Regions from separate parts of the Mus musculus genome. Here region 1 is linked to region 2. The links are chromatin contacts, called in public HiChIP or PLAC-seq maps. All regions are on one chromosome and are shown on one strand. The core of a region is the stretch at or near the end of the contact, and the rest is flanking DNA. Distances in the headings are between cores, read along the strand shown.

The links. HiChIP or PLAC-seq counts read pairs in DNA pulled down with a chosen protein or histone mark.
Region 1: an SMC1A HiChIP or PLAC-seq map of large pre-B cells shows a contact between it and region 2, with 7 times the contacts expected there. The contact joins two enhancer-like sites. A contact is called at or near these places in 1 of 39 promoter capture datasets (hippocampal neurons), 1 of 15 datasets of contacts at CTCF or cohesin (large pre-B cells), 43 of 484 Hi-C or Micro-C datasets (B cells, the Ba/F3 cell line, the C2C12 cell line and 25 more), 4 of 115 datasets of contacts at active chromatin or transcription factors (embryonic stem cells, large pre-B cells and pancreatic cancer cells) and 1 of 9 other capture datasets (embryonic stem cells).

The regions. Positions count from the first base shown.
Region 1 is chr1:156,520,478-156,524,187 of GRCm38.p6, forward strand. It overlaps the pseudogene Csnk2a3. Among named protein-coding and RNA genes, the nearest start is that of Abl2, 36 kb to the right of the region's middle. Within about 2 kb of position 1,819, at least 53 of the 459 cell types and tissues checked have an H3K27ac peak or open chromatin away from gene starts, as enhancers often do. A contact at or near this core is called in double positive thymocytes, where this site is marked.
Region 2 is chr1:156,239,490-156,243,062 of GRCm38.p6, forward strand. No RefSeq gene overlaps it. Among named protein-coding and RNA genes, the nearest start is that of Gm30472, 28 kb to the left of the region's middle. Within about 2 kb of position 1,777, at least 16 of the 459 cell types and tissues checked have an H3K27ac peak or open chromatin away from gene starts, as enhancers often do. A contact at or near this core is called in double positive thymocytes, where this site is marked.

The DNA.
Region 1 (3,710 bases), core at 569-3,068, 280 kb after region 2:
CTCCCAAGTATGAGAACAACAGGACAACTCAGACATGCAGAGGAAATCCCATGCAAACCAATGGCTGCCCCTCAGTCCCCTGGTCCCTGTGACTAACCATGTCAATTTCCCTAAGTCAATACCACAATCTATAGGCACCGGCTTCATCAACAATGGGCCTTAATAGAAACACTTAAATGGGGCTAGTTCAAACTGAGATGAACTGTTAAGTGTGAGAGAAATCCAGACTTGAACATGTAGTGAACTACTGAGCCATCTCTAGCCCCTGAAAGATTTTTTTTGTGTATGTGTGTGTATCTGTATGAGTGTGTGTCACGTGTGTGCAAGTACCTGCAGAGGTAGGAAGAGGGTAGGGTGTCAGATCTCCTTGAGGCTGGAGTTACAGGTACTTGTGAGCCATCCAGTGTGGGTTCCAGAAATCAAACTTAGGTCCTCTGCTTAAGTGCTCTTAACTACTGTTAACCATCCCTCCAGCTCTGACAATGATTAAATCTGTACTGGGACAGGAGGAGGACCCTTAGGTGATTTTGGTTCCTCCCTTTTATTTTGTCAGTAACGGGATAGGACAGAGGTTCTCAACCTTAGCAAGCCTCGTGTCTGATAACTCTTCGTTGTGGGCTCCGCCCTGTGTGTCATACGATGCTTACAGCATCTCTGCCCTTTACCTACTAGATGTGACTAGCAACCCTCCCCCAGTTATAAAACTGAAAATGTGTGAAGACATTGCAAGTCCTGGAGGCAGGTTGGTAAGAAATGCTAAGTATTTTGGCTACTTGACATATGTGGGGCAATTATACTAAAGAGTCTCACTATTTATCTGAGGTCGAAGTTAACACCTGAGTTTTTAATTTGCTAAATCTGGCAGCCCTACTTGGAATTGAAATCATTCCAGGTCAAGGTTGGATGCGGTTGATGAAGTCCATAGATTAAAATAAAATGAAGGATAACTCAATTAGCATTTCACTAAACACATACTCTACATAAAGGCTTTTAAAGATGGCATGTTTTTCTGTTTTCGTGTGTGTGTGTGTGTGTGTGTGTGTGTGTGTGTGCATTTGGAGGTCAAAGAACAACTTAAGGGAATCAGTTCTTTACAAATTCAGTTTTTTCTTTCCACTGTGTGGGCCCTGAGGATTAGGCTTGGTAGCAGGAACCTTTACCCACTCAGCCATCTGGCCATCCTTCCTCTTATACTTTAAATAAAGAACCAAAAAGTAGCTATTTGAACAACTTAGCAACTCAGAAATGTCACTAGCATCCATGAGATAACATATGGCTTTTACAAAGGCATGCATTTTTGTTGTTTACTGGTTTATTCTAAACAGGGCCTGGTGCCTAGGAATCACACAATAAACATTTGTTGAATGATTGAAAGAGTTGACAGTGTTATGTGTGTGTGGAAAATGGCCATATGGTTGTATAGTTCCCTGTAAATAATGAATGACTGGGTGTGGTGCACACCTAAAGACTCCGTAACTTGGGAGGCTGAAAGGAAGATTCCTTGGCTTCAGGGGTTGGAAAGCTGTGGGGAATGCAGAGACTTACACATAGATACAGAGTCCAAAGTATTGGGAAGGAGATGGCTCAGCTGGGACAATGGAAGCATGGTGGCTGGAGCCCCATCTCCCAGAACCCACGCAAAAGCCAGGTGCTGTGGTACATGCCTGTTGCGGCCGGCCTGCAGCTCGAAACGAACGGTTCAACTGAGATGGCAACTCGGGCTGAAAGAGAAGAACTAGTCGGGCGGAAGAAAGAACAAAGCCAAGTCAAAAGTCACTCTGATCAAAGCTCAATTTTTACTGTTGCGACACTCAGTTATGAAGAAAGGGGGAGGGGACCTGGTTCCCTGCCAAATAATCTCGGGGTCTAGTAGCAGGGTGAGCACATGATGGCTTCGGAACAGCAAAGCCGCAGGTTCTAGCAGTGGGCGTGGCAGAACAAATGAGCAGGAAGCTCCACCCCTGAGCAAGCAGGTTTCAGGCTGGGGGAGGGGAGACTACATCTCCTCCCTGTTGTTAACAAAAATAAAAAAAAAAGAAAAGGCTGGCCTGAGGCAAAAAATTTATTTATGCTCAATAGTTTTGCCTGAATTCTAGGGCTAAAGAAAAAACCTGTCTCTGTGGGATTCCCTAACTTTTCTTATGGTAAACTGTATCTGGCTAAGACTGTCCTTTCTATCCTAGTAAACAACTAACAGAAAAGCCTGGAGCTGTAGGCTCTGACTTTATAATGCTAATTAGTATTGAATAGGTAACTTCTTAGTTGAATTTTTTTTTTTTTTTTTTTTTTTTTTTTTTTTTTTTTTTTTTTTTAAAGATTTATTTATTTATTATATGTAAGTACATTGTAGCTGTCTTCAGACACTCCAGAAGAGGGCGCCAGATCTCGTTACGGATGGTTGTGAGCCACCATGTGGTTGCTGGGATTTGAACTCTGGACCTTCGGAAGAGCAGTCGGGTGCTCTTACCCACTGAGCCATCTCACCAGCCCTTCTTAGTTGAATTTTAAGTAGGGTGTTGGAACCCTGGCTAAGTTTGACTGAACAAATTTGAAATACACTTTATTAAGAATAACACTGAGTTGATATTCCTCCGCATTATTGGATGACAGGCGGGAAACAGGGAGGAGGGGGTGACGACTGGCTCCGTAGTACAAGGCCAATTGGCTTTTTATTTTGGGGTGGGAGGCAGTGAAGACAGTACGGTCTCCAACCTCTCTCCCCCCTATTAATTAAGTTAAATAAGGCAACGCTTAACTGAGGTGATCAAATGATTTTTTTCATTCGTAGATGAGTGGGCTTTTAATCTTGGCTTGGGTGGACATTGACCCACTTTCTCCCGTGGGTGCTGTCACGACCCACACCTGTGGCTCTTGGTATCTTTTGGGGAGGGGAGGCAGAGCCATAGATATTTTTGGTTTTTAGCCAAAATTAGATACCAACTCCTTTTTAAACTGGGTATAACCCACAGGAAACTCAGAAATGGTCAAGCTGGACCTTCCCTTGCAGTAGTTCTCTGCACCAAGCGATACCCATACTGTATTTGTATGATCACGAACCAGTATGCACAGTTCTGAGTACTGTGCAGCTCCTAAAGGAGAATAGTCAACCTCAGATTTAGCAAGGCCTAGGCAAGAATTATGTCATTAGTAACACCACGATTTGTGGCTAAAATAGGAGCTGGAAGTCGTTCCTCTTCATCTCTGTTATTCTCATAGCCTGAGGAACTAAGGACACCTTGTAGTAACAGCAAGGGTGAAAAGCCAGAGGCCAGCTAATGGACTAAGCCCGTCTATCAAAATAAAAACCAATCTCTTATCTGCTCTTTTAGCCCTCTTAGTAAACCTAAATTTTAAATCAGACCGAAGGCAACGTGCTGGAATATCCTGGGAATGAAGATAGCAGCTGCCACCTGTGCGCTCTAGGGGGGCGGAGATGCACATCCACTGGTCCGGCTGGAGAATGTTGATTAACCTGCTTGAAAAACAAAGACTAAGGGGGCTTCCGCTTCCGGCAGCGGAGGCTGCAGCCTCGCTCTGGTCCCTGCGGCTGGCGGCCGAGCCGTGTGTCTCCTCCTCCGCCGCCGCCATATTGTCTGTGTGAAGCTAGGGGAGCGCGGCTATTGCCGCTGCCGCTTCCACCGCAGTGTGAAGAAAAAGGGTCTGAAACAAAGTCTTACCAACGTCTGCTTTTGAACACAGTGACTGCTGGA
Region 2 (3,573 bases), core at 527-3,026:
AAAGGGGGAGTGGGTGGGTAGGGGATTGTGGGGGTGGGTATGGGGGACTTTTGGGATAGCATTGGAAATGTAAACGAGGAAAATACCTAATTAAAAAAAACAAAACAAACAAAACAAAACAAAACAAAAAACATTTTATGTAGGAGCTTGTAGTTAAGCTTGGCTGACCATCGTGGTGGAAAGTGGCCATATCAGATCTGTTTCTAAGGTAACGACTGATTGGATGTTAGGAGTGGAAGTGAAGACTGTGGGATGACCACAGGAGTTTGGTGGTGGAAGGAAGAGAGCTATAGTCTATGAGGTTACAGAAAACTACACATGGCATAGTTAGGGGTGCAGACAGGGTAGCTCTCATGATTTTCAGATTTGCTAAGTTTGAGATGTTTGGATGTTAGTGAAGAGATCAGCAGGTAATTAAGTCCCTTTGGGAGAGCCATCTTAGCGGATTTTACAAGGCAGGAGTCCTCAGCTTAGGGGCCATGATTAAAGCCAGAGCATGGAGACTCTTGCTAAGGCGCCCTCAAGCGTTAAGAAGGAAAGGAAAAGAGGACCTTGAAAGATGCTAGGGCTTGAGCAAGAGAAGAAATTCTAAAGGTGGAAGGGAGGTCCTGGAAACGAAGGATATCAGGAGGAAGTGTGGTCAGGCAGTCATGTGCCGACAGGTAGGGCGGGATGACATTGGTGGGGGACAAGGAGGGATGATCAGGGGATGGGGTTGGGGGAGTAGGTTGGGGAAGCAGGACATGGTGGGGGGGCTGACTGGTGGGCTGGGTGATGTGGCAATCTCATGAGACCTTGGCAGACACAGTTTTGGTAGTGTCGTGGGTGGAATCAGAAGGGTTTAAAGAGGGGACTGGAGACATGTAGAGAATGCGGTTCAGGTGACTGGCTGGAGAAATGCCACCTGTTTGGAGCCCGCCACTACTTTCTGAATGTGACTCCTGGGTAGAGAGTACTTACCTTTCTGATGCTCAAGTCACCTATAAAAATGGAACTGTAGTAGGAGTGTTGGGAAAATGGAAAACATAGAAAGTATGTCAATTGTGATAGGTCATATCATCAACATGGCAGGATCTAGAATCATCCGAGACAAGCTCTGGGCACATCTGTCTGGGATTATCTAGCTAAAATGAGTAATGGGCAGCCTACAGGGTGTGCCTTAATTACAGCAACTGAAGTAAGTAGTAGACCTGCCCTGAATTAGGGACACCTTTCAGTGGCAGCCTAGATACAAGGACTGATGGGTAGGCTTTGTGGTTTTCTTTTTCTTTTTTTCCTTCTTGCCTTCCCATTGTCCATTATTCTATCATTTCTGCCTGCACTGCTGCCTCCATTCTCTTTGGACACTAAAGCCCAGCATCTTTAGCCCTCCTCCTCTGTGGTCTGAAGACCTGCTGGTCCCAGGAATCCAGCCTCATAGACCAAGTGGTTAGCAGATGCTCACTCTCTCCAATGTGAAGGCAGCCATTGCTGGACTACCCAGACCATACAGGTAAGCCAGCATAACTTCCCTTTCTGGATATATTCATCCTATTGGCTCTGTTCCTCTGGAGAACTCTAATAAATTTATGTAATAAGTGCCTAGTAAAGCCATACTAACCTCACTATGACACAGTATTAATCTCTGCCACATTTGGGCAAGATACTTAACTCTTGTGCCTCGGCTCTCTTACACTGTAACATATTGTAACATGTGGTCATTGTCTGCCTTATACTGTAACATAATGTAACATATCATTGTTGGAATTGGGTTTTGCCTTTCTCTTGCTGCTAGGTGGCGCTAGAGGACAAGCACTAGATCCTCTATCACACAATATAGAGTTCCTGCAGGTTCTCCTAGCCAGGACACCACAAAGTAAGAACACTCCCCCTTCCACCCCTATTCCCCAGAGCCTTGGCTACTTCATATGTGCAAAGTATGTGTTCTACATGTAGCTGTATTCTCAGCCTGAGAAAATCCTTTTGGAGATTCACAGGCATGCCTGAACTGTGAGAATTTTATATTCTTCCTGCTAGAATTCTACAATGTACCAGCCTTAGTCCTAACGGAAGATGGCCATAGATTTTCTTTTGACTGAGCTGTCTTGGTTAGTGTAATTAGAGCCTTGTTAGGGTTTTCCCACTTCTTCCAAGGAATAAAGTCACAGTTTATTGCCAATTTCTGTAAAGGGGGAATGCTCTGGCTATTTTGCATAGAGTAAAATTAGAAAATAAATTGAAACCGTGGGAAGATGACCCTATGAGAATTACCCTAAAGCTCTATTCCCAAAGAACTCACTTGGAAGTCGCTTTAACTACTTTTCCAGGTTAAAAATGAATAATTGGAGTAGAGAAGCTCCAAGCTGCATGCTAAATTCGATTTTCTATAGTGCAATGGTAGGTACCTGCACTTGCTGGCGCGGCCGCAGAGTGCTTGTCCTCGAGCGCCATCTAGCAGCAAGAAACGACAAACACAGCCTCGAAAAGGCTCCACTTGCTTGACCCTTAGAGGGAAACAAGCCATAATTTGGCTGTTCTACTCACAAAGTCTGCTCTCAGGAGGAATTCAGTGAATTCTTGGGCTTACAATCGCCACACTGAAGTCCCACGAGGTCTTTAAAGCCGCTTTTAACCCCTCTCCATCACGGACCTGCTGCTCCAGAGGGAGTGCAGCTTGTCCCATGGGTGCAGAGGGACAGAGCACACGCTGGGCAGTGCCACCAAGGCTCCCTGTCCTTTTGTCAGGCCACCTGATGCTCTACTGTCACCTTTCAAATACAAAAGGAAGTACAGTGTGCTAAGGTTTTAGCAGCTATTCCTTTTTTCTTGTCCAGCTGCTGTTCTGTGAGCAAACCTTGAGAGCAGCTCTGGGCTTCTGGGAATATGTTGCCACACCGCCCAGGGCCAACATTAGCTCCTTGCTGTGAGTAGTGCCAAAAGCTATACAGATTCCGATACAAGGCTCACATCAAATTTGGTCAGCACGCAGTGGGAGGATGCTACGGGGGCGATAAAAGAATATATGATTTCAGTGTCCATCAGTCCAACCTAGGTCGCAGTCTTCGTTTCGGCCCATTTCAGATGAGACTGACTTCACAGCACTGTAGTTCTCAGTGTATTCCCAGGACAGCGGCCTGAGGGCTAAGCCTTGATCTGGCACAGTGGCTTACCGCATGAGGTGCTAGAGAGGAAAGGGGGCTCCAGAAGCAGGAAGGAGAGAGGATGCCGGCCGGCAGAGAGTGGCAAGGGAAGTTAGGGAAGCCTCTGATTCAGGGGGTGTGCTTGCACGTCCTTCCCCGAGCCTCACCATTCTTAAGTTTGACGGTTTCATGATGAGCACAGGGAGGCATGAGTATGTATGTATGTATGTATGTATGTATGTATGTATGTATGTATGTATGTTCAGCATTCTGCATAGTAGCTGTCAGCCGGATGCTCATTAGAACTACACGGAACCAGTTGAATCAGAATCTCTGAGGGATGTGGTCCAAGCGGAGCAGTATATTACTCACGAGATGTGGGAGGTGTTTGAGAGCTCCCCGAGTGATGCACAGGCAAGGTGAAGCTGACAAACTGCTGCTGTACCTGCCACTT